2 separate regions of the Gossypium hirsutum genome follow, and region 2 is linked to region 1. Evidence: chromatin contacts called from public Hi-C data. All regions are on one chromosome and are shown on one strand. The core of a region is the stretch at or near the end of the contact, and the rest is flanking DNA. Distances in the headings are between cores, read along the strand shown.

Region 1 (6,865 bases), core at 2,687-5,186:
GATATCTGCTTCGTTTCCATTTCCAACAATTTGCTGCATTTCATTTTAAGATAATTTTATTGGATTCAAATTTAGTTAAAACGAACGAACGGATTTATTTTGTATCAATTGAATTAGTTTATTAAATCAATTTTCGATAAATAAATATACCAAAATTGTATATATAACTCAGGCATTATAATTTAATAACTTTTATTCATCATGAGAGCAGAAAAACATACATGAAATTAAATTTTATTACATGGTTTTGAGAGGTTACAGTTGGCAGTTTCAGAGCAGATGAAACCAGCAAAACCAGGGCTTGGTAACAAAAACAAAAAAAAAAACAACTACAAGAGTTGTCATGGCAGACTATATATAGCTGCCATGGCCAAAGCCCATGAAAAGCTTGCAACACCACGCTTTGAAACTGCAAAAAGCAACCTCAAACTACAACCCAATATTGGAAAACCTACTTTAAATAAGGACAATATTAAGCAAAAGCTTTCGCCTAAAGCAAATATGCACAAAGGCTAAGCAAAAATCCAGAACCCATCTCAGGGAAATTCAGCCATGAAGAAACCGACGCCCATTGTCAGGCTCACAAAGTAGTAGCAGATCATCCCGGATGATGGAAACCTGCAAAAAAGAAAGAAAGAAAGAACGACCGTATTCCCTGGAAAAGGGGACCAAGTACTGGAGGAAAAAGCTGCTGGCTACTTGCAAAGGCTGTTCTGAAAAATCTATGTATGGAGGAGTTTGTATGCATTAGTTTAGAAAAGGATATCACACCTCCATAGCTGCTCCGTAAGTAGCTCCACGGCACGGCTGCTGATTGCTTTGCATTGCTGTAGGTTTAACCCCAAGAGGGTCTCACCCAGTTTTCCAAGTGAAGGCAAGCTTTTGTCTGAAACCATAGAGCACCCAGATACCGAAAGGATCTGCAGATTAATCGGATTGAAATGAGCCAGAGCTGCGATTCCAGAATCGGTGATGGTGCACTTGGAGATATCGAGATCAGTTAGCAACTGACAGTTTTTGGCAATTGCAACTAAACTAGCGTCGCTGATCTTGCAACCATTGAGATTCAGCAGTTCTAGAGTCCACCCATGCAAGTTGGAGATCGTTTGAACAACTTTGTCGCTCAAATTCACACAACCGCTGAGATTAACCTTTAATAAACCAGCCTCACAACTCTCGAGCAACAGGAGAACCCCAGCATCTGTTATTCCATGAAGCCCACACAACTCTACATGCTGCAGTTGAGGGCACAACTTCCCCAACGCAAACAAGCTAGCATCGCCGAAACCAGGGCAGTTATGGATGGACAAAGATCTAAGGGATTCACAAGGGGATAGAGGTGGCAATCCCGAGTTTAGGTCCTTAATGCCTAAACAGTTTGCAAAGGAAATAACCTTCAACTTTGCACCACAGTTAATAAGGGAGCAAAAAAACCCAAACTGGGAGATTCTGTGGCACTCCTCCAGTTGCAAGCACTCTAGTGAACCGGCTGCTTTGGCTAAAGACGACAACCCCTTATCAGATAAGAAAGGGCATTTACTGAGGCATAACTGCTTCAAATTCGGGCAACCTTTTCCAACAGCTTCAAGTCCCGAATCTGTCGCTCCACGGCAGGATGTAACTGTGAAAGATTTCAATTTCTGTAGTCCATGACCATTACCCATTACCCAGAAGCCCTTTTCACTCACATTTGGAAGGCTAGTGAGAGAAAGGTCGGTCACTGCCTTGCCATAGTGTCCGATAACAGCAAGAGAGACATCAGTGATGTTCAAGGCCTGGAGCTTGACTTTTGTGAGGGAATATGAGGCTGAAGACAACAGGCTCGCAACTCCTTGATCTCCAACAAGGGGGCAATCTTTGATGGAAACGGACTTTAGATTGGGACAGCTACGTGCTATTGCTTGAAGACCTTCATTTCCAATGTTTGCACAACCCTCGATGGTCAGATCAGTCAAGTTAGGGCAGCCCTTTGCTACAGCAAGCAAAGACTTATCAGTAATTGAGGGACAGTGGCAAAGGTCAAGCTTCTCTAGCTGGTGACACCCGTTGGCAATCTCGCAAAGACCTTCATCTCCAACAGAAGACAAATTCCACAAGGAAAGAACCCTTAAAGAAGGGCACCCGCGGGAAATGGCTCTGAGGCCAACAGTAGTTACTCCATGCCTGGACTTGCTTCCTCGAATGAAAAGTTTCCCCAATCCTCCACGACTAGCTGTTCCGACAGCAATAGATGCAAGTCTAATATCTGTTGCTTTCTTCCCATCCAAACTCCTTGAGAGGTATCCATCACCCTCAACATCCAAATCTACATCCTCAGAAGAAACTCCACCTTTCTTATCGGTATTCTCGTGCTCAAGATCCGAAGCTTGGGGGGTTTTATTATCACTGATTTCATCTCTACGGATGTTGCTTACAAGTGTAAGCCAGCGCTTGGAAACACAAGCACAGGTACTCCTCTCTTGGCCTCCAGGTAACCGTCTGAAGATTTCAAATAAGCATTCATCGGGGAGGACCTCGATTGAAGGCTTCTTTTGCTCAAACTTCCCTCCAGCGAAAACGAATGGGGCACTGATGCGGTACCTCTTGCAAGGAGGGAAATACACATCCTGGTTAGGGTACAAAAAGAGACTTGACTCCTTGAGGTTTGGGTAGATTGACCCCCCAGGGCAAAAATCATCACTTCCTGCAAACCAATACAAAGAACTATGAGATCAACAAAGCAAATTACAAGAAAACCGAGCTAAAATGTTTGAAAGATGTTTATTGATCAAATAGCACTTGTCTAGGGACCTAAGAGCTACATAAGGAGGCTAACAAAGAAACCTAAGAATATTTAACTTTCACACCATACAAGATCCATGAACTAGATGGAGCTTATAACTCAGAAAAATCCATCTCAGATGTAGTCCTGTCCTATGTAACTGAACAAACAACCTACTGCCTAAAAGACAGTCGTCCGAACAGATCCATTCAGAATAGACCTGATCTACAACCAAAACTCCTTTATTGCTTTCAAGTAGAAAGAATCATAAAACCATAAAAGAAATTAAGGTAAGAAACATCCTCAAAGTTCGTCCATAACATCAAAATCTCTTCACATATTTGACAGTTGAGGGCTAAACTAATAAGTGGCATGAAAAAAATGAACAATCAGATTGGTTCCAAAGGCACCTAATCTACAACTAGAATCACCTAAAGGCTGCTAATTTTTTTCCTCCCTTATCTAACTGAATTAACTAATTTACAGCCAAGACTAAAAAATTCCACATTTATCCAGTCAACCAAATACCATGAAACAAAAATCTTTGCTAAAAGGCTATTAAAACCATCCATGATACTTTTACAATAACGATAAAGACGAGTACCCTAAGTTACCTAAGATAACTCAAAAATCTAAAATTTGTTCATATAAAGAAAAAGGGTATCCACATATAAGACAACAGCTGAAAATTTTACAAAAAAAAAAAACAATAACTAGCAAATATGAGGAGCTTACCACTAAAAGCAAAGAGCTTTGACATGAGTACAGCTCAAAAAACCCCGGGAGGTCAAATATGCACTGTTCCACGCCCAAAAACCCTCCAAAGAGAGACCCAAAAAGGAAGAAGGCTAAAACGTCACCGTGTATGGCTTGAAGACACGAATGCATGAGAAAGACTGGAGCTTGAAGATGATGGGAACCCTATTAGATAGGGCAAAAAAAAAGAGTGAAAGAAAGAAACTGTGGAGAATGAGAAATGAAAGATGAGAGGTAAAGGAAAAAAGGGGTTGTTTTTATGATGAGAGGAGAGAGGTTTGGGTATGTGATAATACACTGGAAAGATACCCACATGCAATGTATTTGAGCAAAAATGTCGTTTTTTTTTTTTTCCCCTTCAATACTCTCTATCTTCTCCCCCACCACCATTTTCAATACCACTTACCACTTTTGCTTTTGTTGGTTTTTTATAATTGGCCTATTTGTTGTTATACTCCCTTTATTATCTTAAAATTGAGTCTATTTTAATTGGTCCCTTTATTTTACAAGAATTAAGAAGTTAGTCCTCCTACTTTAATTGGTTAAGGTATTTCCCTTTTGCTTTACGAAAATTAACAAGTTAATTTAATTGGATAACACTGTTAAATATTTTTTATATAAAATAACAATTCAACTATTCATACGCACCACATCAGTAAAAATAATAATTAAACAATTTATATGAAACGAATTAATAAAATTCACCAATTCAAATCCATGTATGACCGATAATTAAACTAACTTCTTGACTTTCGAACTAAATTTTGACAAATAAAATAGAGGGAGTAATTTCTGGATTTTATACTACCATTGATCTTTCTGATCATAGTGAAATTTCAATTATAATCTTACTGTTTTTTTTTTTTGTTCTCCGATCATAAATTGTCAATTTGAAATATAGATGTCTTTTTTTCCTCTCATAAATCCATGAAAAGTTACAAATATGTGAAGCAATTCCATATATGATAGGTATTTTTCCTTATATGATCTATGTTAAGCTTCGGTTTTGTAGGTAGAAACTAAATAACTTATGATATAAATTAAATCATTGTTAAAAATATGATAATTTAAAGTATCAAAATTTATATAAAATAAATTATTGATATTATAATTTTGCCTAAAATATAGGGTTAATATATACTATTTGGTACATGAGTTTGTCTTTAATATTTAATTTGGTACTTGAGTTTTTTCTCCAATTTGATACTTAAGTTTGGCTTCAATATTCGGTACCTAAATTTTTTAATTTGTTGTAATTGAGTACTTGAGTTTGACTTTGATGTTCAATTTGGTACCTAACCTTTTTTTTCCCAATTAAGTACCTATGCATTTTTACTAAAGCACTCGAGTTAAACATTCATTGGATTATATGATGTTGTTTGGTATGGATACCAAATTGAACATTGAAACTAAGCTAAGGTGGCAAATGATATATTAATCCTAAAATATACAATATAAAAACAACCCAAATATATAAAAGGCTAAAATATGCTTTGAGTCCCTATAATCTTCCTACATTTTAAATTTAGTCCCTCAACTTTTTATTATGTCTAGGGATTTAACCCCTCTTCTTTTCAAATTTCAAATTCAAGCCCAATTATTAATACTATTAAAATTCTTTTGTTGAATTTGTTATCGTGACATTTTTAATTTTTAAAAAGAAAAAAGAAACTCATTTGGTAGCCATGTGACAAGAAAATAATGTTGTAATGAACTTAAATTTAATAAAGGAATTGTAATAGTGCTAACAATTGAACTTACTTTTTAATTAGAAAAATAGAGAGATTAAATTTTTTAAATAAAAATAAACCAACTAAAATTCTATAAAAAAATTAAAGCATATTTTATTGTATTAAAATTTATAAAATTTTGTTTTTAGATGAGAAATAAATCCTCTACGTTTAGACCTAGGTGATTACAAATAGGAGAAATATTTTAGGGTAAATTATAAAAATAGTCACTTTCATTTACTTCAGATTACATTTTAGTCACTTATGTTTGAAATGTTACATTTTAGTCACTTACGTTATTGTTTTATTACGAAGTGGTCACTGTACTGTTAAACTTCGTTACCTCTCTAACGGCAGTCCTACGTGGCAGTCCAAATTGGTTTTAAATGCTAACTTGGATGTCCAGTTGCTGGAATGAAAATAGGTTTTTAATTAAATAAATTTAATTTAGACTACCACGTAGGACATCTAAGTTGGAATTTAAAACTCATTTGGACTGTCACGTAGGACCGTCGTTAGGGAGGTAACGGAGCTTAATGGTAGAGACCACTTTGTAATAAAACGATAACGTAAGTGATTAAAACGTAACATTTCAAACATAAGTGACTAAAATGTAATCTGAAACAAACAAAAATGACAATTTTGTAGTTTATCTAATATTTTATTATTAGGCATAAATCATTAATTATATAGTACTTTTATAAAGGATTCGTCCCAATTCATAGAACTGACTTAATTAAGTAACGTTATCCAACCTTAATTAAGCAACGTTATGAGTTAAAGCTTTTTTCCTTTCATGCCTTGTTTTATAAAGCTATACAGCTGTGGGAAATTTTATAGAAGGGGGGGAAAGGTAAGAAATAAATAATAACATTGTTACACCTTAAAATGGAAATTTAGCATTTTATTTGAGACAAGAAAGGAAGAGCATGCAAAACTCATTACCAAAAAGTCAAAAAAAACATGTTTTCAAACGTGTCAAATTGTTGGGCTGTTATACGTTATCTTGCGCAATTTAGGAATATGAATATACGTTGATCGAACATGCATGATTAAGATAAGAAAGCATTGAAATTTATTGCATGTTAAAAGGATAAATATAAATATTCTTGAGGCTTAGGTTTATCCAAATTCTATATTCCAATTTAATTCTTGATAATAAAAATTAATTCACTTCAATCTAAAATTAGTATAAATCAAATAATATAAATAATTTGACCCAACCAAACTCTCATTTTAAAAATCATATTTAAATTATACAATAATCAGCCCAACTGATAAGGTGTTCCAATGAAAATTAAGAGAGGAAGAGGGGAAAGTTTCCTCATTTGGTCCTACCTACCTAATTAATTAAGTTTTTGTTTAGAGTAATTTGGTGGGGGCAGCAATGTGACTTTTGATCAGTGTTATTCAAGGCAATTTAGATACATCCATCACCCACACAATTCTTTTTGGTTCATTTCACATCCATTAATATTAATTACGAATCCATATTATAATTTATTAATTAAATTGTTAAAAACTCTCTCTAAATTTAAAATTTAGTCCTTTTATTTTTTCAAAATTCTGGTTCAATTGTAAATTCCTGTTATAATCAACGTCAATAATGGCAGTACGA
Region 2 (6,865 bases), core at 2,173-4,672, 220 kb before region 1:
CTGAAGTAGCAAAAGCTTCTTGCAGTTCTGCCTTTATTTTCTTATTTGAACTTTGTGATTTTTTATTTTAAACATGATGTTGAATGGTTTTGTTATGGATTCGAATGTTCAACCCATGAGTTAATTTTCATTGGGTTGGAATTATTTAGGTGAATTTTTATTATCTTTAATGCCCATGGTTTGATTTTGAGTAGGATACTGTTTCATTCAATTTGAGATTATTTTTAATGCATGCATGCAAGCTCTAGACATAGATGACTGTACAGTATGATATTAGATCTGATTTAATTCTGAAAAGATTAATTAGATTGGATTATAATCGGTTGATACAGTCAAGTATTCAAAAGAATATTTGTAGCACTCTAGACATAGAAGTTGCAATCTATATAGGGGAAGGGAGAAAAATCTGGATATCATTCTTGAGTTCTATAGACATAAAAAAAAACCCTCAGAATGATAGCTCAAAGTTTGGCTTTCAAAAGAAGCTGCAGTAGTGATTTCCTGAGCAGTAGTATGATCAAGATTTTGCCATGGCATTATTATGTTATAGAAATAAGCCCGAGTAATTCCAACATTTATTATTCAACAGTACTCTTTAAGAATTGCCACAGCATTTTAATTCCCTTAGCATATTTTTATTCATAATTGATTTTATTAATCCATTCATTACATTTCTTTATCAATTAATCACCTATTTCTTTTGCACAATTTAATTAGTCAATTTCGTAGTAATAGCATAACTAATTATTTCAGCCAATTCCAATCCCTGTGGAGATGATACTCACTCATCACTTTATTACTTCATTCGACGTATATACTTGCACATTCACATTACACATTCATATATACTAGGCAATCTAATCCAAACCATCAGATTATTGGGAAAATCTTGATCCATTGAGAACGGAGGCGTCTACGACCGTACGGTGAGATATTGACCAAAAATTGTCCAAGGCCTTCCCGACACCGCATAAAGGTACTTATCATCATCCTAAAACTTAACAGAAAAATAGTCATTCTCTAAGTCAATTATTTGTAGTGGTTACTTAATTTTCCAGATAGCTTGCAATTTGTTGGCCATAGTAAGATACGAAATTTTCCTCCCCAGCAATTCGACGACCACAATTCGGGTCATGTGCTTAGCAATGAATTGATGTACCCTTTCGAAGAAAGTGATGGAAGGGATGCCATCAAAAAAAATTTTTTTTTCGTCTCCCTCGAGTAACTCGATGTCTTCTTCATTCTGCAAATTAATCCTTTCAATCGTGGTATTCAAAAGCTTATATTTCCATGACACCGTTCGAACATTAATGGAGTCCAATTTCATGCCTTTGTCATTAACAACAGGATCGTCCAGATCCAGTGGCTCCTCTGGCCTTCGCCTAACCTTTTTTGCCAATCTCCTTATGTTGTCTCCCACTGAAACCGTATCACCATTCCCAGATTCCATTCTAGAAGATGTGTAAAAAACAAATATATATATATCAACAAACCAAGCACTAAAAATTATGAATTGATTAACAAACCATATCACAATTTCTTTAAATCAATAACGATAATTTCATGGAAAATAAAAACTTGTTGGAAATTTTATACTTTTAGAAATTATTTAATTCGCCACATCCCGAATACTGAAAAGAACTCTTTTAAAAATAAAAGGAAATATATTCTAAAATTATTTTAGTTTGTGGCACCTTGAGGATTTAAAAGACCAGTTTTAATAAACTAAAAGAAATGTATTTATTTGTTTAAAAATTAACTAATCTGAGACATTCTAAAGATTCCAAAAACATCTTTTAAAAAATAAATGAAATTTATATATTTTAAAATTGCTTAATGATTTTCATGAGGATTAATCTCAAATAAGTAACCACTCGAACAATGAGAACAACACAACTCAATGCACACATACAAGATGCTACGAGAGACACATAGTCTACATAATTACACACACTTAGGATAGGAGAAATGATTTCAAGTCACATATAAAACACGACTATACACATCTAACATATAATTACAAATACATATCAAATACATATGATATGCACCTTCAAACCACACATAATTTAATTACATAATTGCACAGATATATGTAGAAACACATGGATATATCTATACACAGAGATATATGTAAAAACCGAGGTGCCATGAGAGGAACATATGTACATGTAAATACCACGATAAATGGGGTATCAAAGATCCAAAAGTTTTGGGTTGAAAACTTGGAGTGACGAGAGAACTAAACTTCAAAATTTTCGATAGCAAGTCCTACTTCATAATCATGGGTACTGCTTTTATCCTCTTTTTCAGATTTTGCTTGTAGGTGGTGAACTGAGAGGGTTGAGGGATGATGAAAGTTCAAGTAGTGGGTGTTGGAACTTATGGTGAGATTAGAAGTGTAAGAAAGTGAAAGTGATCAAAGTTGTAATGCATGAAGGGCTTTTACCAAAACCCCATCTCTTTCTCTTTTGCTTTCCTCTACTTTAGCTTCTAATGGTCATGCTCCACTTCTCCCAATTCTCTCCTTCCTTGTAGATCTTTCTCAAAGTCTCTTTTCCCCCTAAACTTTTCTTATCTCTTTCGATAATATCTATTTCTTCTCTCTCTTTTAAAATATAATAACTTTTTTTAAGCTAAAAATATAATAATTAAAAATAATATTAGTATAATAATAGTAACTTCAAAATAATAATCCCTTCGAGATCATCTCGGACAAAATATGATTGTTGGCATAACTATTGAGGTTAAATTTTGTTTTTTTCACAGTAATATTAAATGAGTACAGCATTTTCGTATTTTCCCTTAAAATTATGGTTCGACAAATCAAGCTGAAAAGATAAAAAAGAAAATTATGCTTACAGCTTTTGGAAATTAGATTTTAGATGAAACGATTTTATTATTCTCACTTTTTTATTTTAAAATTACATATAAAGTGTACACTTTGATACATGAATTTTAATTTAGTATAATTATACACATAAAACTTTATTTGTGGTTCAAATGTATATATGAAATATTAATTTTGATTTAAGCATACATATTTTAAAAATATAATTATTTGTGTATACAATATATAAATATAAAAAAATGTTATACCAACAATTGTATTAATAGTTTATGAATTTTAAATCAAATTAAAATTTTATATATAAAGTTGCATATTAAATTAAAATTAATATATAATTTTAAAATTTATCCTAATATACTAAATAATTGAAAGTTTTCCAAATTATTGTTTTTTCATACGTTTTAAACATATTATTATCGAGCCAAGCTTTTTCTGACAGTAGCGTTAAACTCGCCTTAAATTAATGTTAGAGTTATTAAACAGAATTACATAAAAAGCCAGGCCCAATGAATTGGACTTTAAAACGGGAAAGGTGATAGTGCCTAGATAATGCGATGGAAATTAACTTATAGGAGTTAGGGTCCATAGGATGAGCCCACTCTAGATTTATCCATTGGGTAGGTCCGCTTGAATTCTTTTTAAAATTTTTAGTTTAGTTCAAATCAGGTTAAAATATAAAGTAAGATCGTAAAATATAGGTGTTTTTGGGTCTGATTCGGGTAGAGCTCAGCCAAAATTTTAGGCTCGTTTACTAAGCCCAAGTTTGAAAATTGAATCTAAAATTTTGTCCATATCCGACTTAGTTAAAAATGTTAAAATTTGAATTCGGCCTGGCTGCCCGTATTAAATTTTTATATAAATTTTTTAAAATATATATAATACATCAAAAATATTAAAAATATTAAAATAAATATTTCCAAAATATTAAAAAAAATTAAAAATATGTATACTTAAATAACATTAAGATAGGTGCAACTTAACAAGCAAACGTCTCTAAAATAGTATCAAAATTAACAATAAAATAATAGTTATACAATATCCAAATAATAATAATATGATAGTAAAATGATAGCAATATAATGATAAAACAATAAGAAAATAGCAACAAAACAGTAAAAAAATTAAAAAAAAAACAATTTTTTTTTAATTTTTACAAATTCAAACTAGACTCAGGCCAAAATTATTTTTCTCGAGATCTAACCCATTTCCTAAACAACTTAACTGTAGAGTTCTAAAATGCAAACCTGCATATGATAATTGTGTGTTAAGAACCCAAAAGCTCTTGCCAACCGTGCGAATCGCGAATTTTAAAGCAAACAAAAGCTTTGTTTTTTTGACATTGTGAAGTCACCCTTGGATTCCTAATCCCAAAACCATAGTTTGCAGATTCCATTGCGTACTTACCTTATCTTTTCATTAACAACTTGCAAAGTACCAGCAGACAATACAGATAGACAGACAACGAGGAAAGAACCAAAAATCTCCCTAGACCAAGATTCTACTTTTTATAGGATTTTTATTTTAAATTAAGGGCATTTTAAAAAGGTCAATTTCTTCTATTAGTCCCTACACTCTATGTAACTCGTGTATTTAGTCTTTATACTTTTATTTGGTAAATTTTAGCGATTGTACTTTTTTAATTTGATCAGTTTTGGTCATTATACTTTAGAGTAGTTGTTAAATCCACTTGGTTAATTTCTATAATTAGTTTCATACTATGCGTAAAATTATAAATTTAGTTAATATTCTCCAACTGGATCATTCTTAGTCCCTATAATTTTTAAACTTCAAATTTTCAACCTTGATGCAAGCAATAGCCATTAAATCCATTAAATGGCTTTTATATGAGTAATATGTAAAAATAACAAGCTAATATGACACTACACATGTGATAATATGCTTGTCACATCAAGTTTTGGAAATAGTAGATTAATTTGATGAATTTAGCAACCACAATTTAATCATGACTAAAATTTTAAAACTATAGGGACTAAAAATGAAATTAAAGTTTAATGATTTAATTAACATGTTACACGTAGTACATGGATGAAAAGTAAATTTTAACCCATTTCTAAAATACATGGCAAATATGATCACATATAGTGTATATATTACAAGTTTTTAGTTGCAACCACAATTCAATGGCAAGATTGAGGTCTTGAGAAAAGCAAGATCTTAGGTTTGAGTCCTACTTATATAGACCATATATGGGCAATTTGTGAGTTGAATTAGTTTATTGACTTGGCTAAATAAGCCTAATGTGCCATTTTTGTTTTTTTAATTGGCATATTAGCCCATTTTTTTCGAAATTTAGGGAAATAGGCCGATTTTGGAGAGAAAGTGTGAAAGCACGAAAGTGCGCCTAGCTCGGCCTTCAATTTTTTAAGGTTAAGGTTTTTGTTAAGAATTAAAGTTTAGGGTTTAAAGTTTTAAAAGTGAAACCGTTAAAGTTTATAAGTAGATTTGAGGGGGCAGGGATGCAATAACGCGTTTCATAACACATATTTTTCATATGTCATGTTGGGATAGGACCATTACCTTAGAAACCCATCTTATAGAAGTTAGGTTTCGGGGTGACAGTACTTCATACAGTCACGGGTTGAAGTCTATATAGAGGTCCCAATTGACGGCCGTGATACAGCCACGGGTTTGAGTATAATTGAGGGCCAGTTAACGTTTGTTATGCGATCACAAGTTCAAGCTTTTTGGATACTTGCAAATAATGCCTTATATATACCATATATAAGATTGAGGTCATAATCATAAGGAAAAACGAAGGGCTTTTTGGTGTAATCAACATAATTTTTTTCTCTATTTCCAAGTAACTGGTATCTTTAACCTTTAATTCTTATCCGAAGGTTGACACCGAGGTGGACATAAGAAGGCTCTTAGGAATGTTTCGGCACAATAAAGGTTAAACTTGGGTCGGCGCGACAATGGTTGTAGTTATTAATATATTGTTTAATAACGGCAACTGTTGTCACCTCGAAAGGAGCATCACCTTTACTACACCGCAATAGCCGATGCCCGCCAAAGAGCCTTCTTGCATCCACGGCGGTGCTGACCTTCGAATAAGAAGGAAGGTTAAAGATAACGGCTACATAGAAATGAAGAAAAAATTACATTGATTATATCGGGAAGCCCCACAGTTTTTCCTTATGATTATGCCTGCAAACTTCTGTATTGAATTTATAAGGCAACATCTCCGAGTAGCTGAAAAGTTTGAGTTGGTGTCCGCATAGCAACCATCAATTGGCTCCCAGGTTATACTCCTATACATGACCTCATAACTATTGCTGAGACCTCTATGTAGACTTTCACTCGTGACCATAGAAAGAAAAATCACCCCGGAACCCAACTTTCATAGGATAAGTTTTTGAGGTAATGGTCTCATCTCGGTAGGATATAAAAAATAGGTATGTTTCAGAGCGATATCACCTCACCGTCGACTCAAGAATACATCAAACAGGAAATTTTATTAGCGACAAAATTTTTTAACACTGAAGTGGGGAGGAAAATCGAGAGAGAAAAATATTATAAAGTGGAGATATGAAGGTCAAGAGAAATTATGGGTTTAAGGATGATGGAGTATGAAGGGAAAGCCCCTTTTTTATAGGTGTGGAGGCGAGTGAGATTGGGAAGAAGAAAACCACGTGGCTGAAAACGTGTCGCAAGAGAGGTGTTTTCATCAAATATCTAAAAGAGGAGCCTTAAATCTTACCCGGGATCAAGGCACTTTTGTCAAGTTTTGAGTGGTGGTAGTAAGAAAGCTCACTTAGCTAGACGAGCTTTCTTACCATTTCCACTAAAAGCTTAACAAAAGTGCCCTTCCTCCGGGAATCTCGGGTATGTTTTGAAACATGTTATGAACACTAAAAACCCTTTGAAGCACGTGTTTGATAAAATTAGTTGATTTTTGAAGCACCCTTTGAAGTACGTGTTTGAAGCACCCAATTTGTAAGCGGCCCTAAGACCAGCAAACTCCTTCTTTAAATATTTGAACACTATTTCAAT

The links. A called contact is a pair of places that touch in the nucleus more often than the background predicts.
Region 2: a contact with region 1 is called in a Hi-C map of leaf, with 2.3 times the contacts expected there. The contact joins the enhancer-like site here to the promoter of LOC107901610 in region 1. A contact is called at or near these places in 6 of 34 Hi-C or Micro-C datasets (callus, leaf and seedling).

The regions. Positions count from the first base shown.
Region 1 is chrD06:23,278,898-23,285,762 of Gossypium_hirsutum_v2.1, reverse strand. It overlaps LOC107901610 (EIN3-binding F-box protein 1), which reads right to left and starts at 3,936. Exons shown (of 2, transcript XM_016827681.2): 1 at 3,497-3,936; 2 at 179-2,683. The coding sequence starts at 3,521. The coding sequence ends at 753.
Region 2 is chrD06:23,493,613-23,500,477 of Gossypium_hirsutum_v2.1, reverse strand. No RefSeq gene overlaps it. Among protein-coding and RNA genes, the nearest start is that of LOC107900352, 13 kb to the right of the region's middle. Within about 2 kb of position 3,422, at least 3 of the 9 cell types and tissues checked have an H3K27ac peak or open chromatin away from gene starts, as enhancers often do. A contact at or near this core is called in leaf, where this site is marked.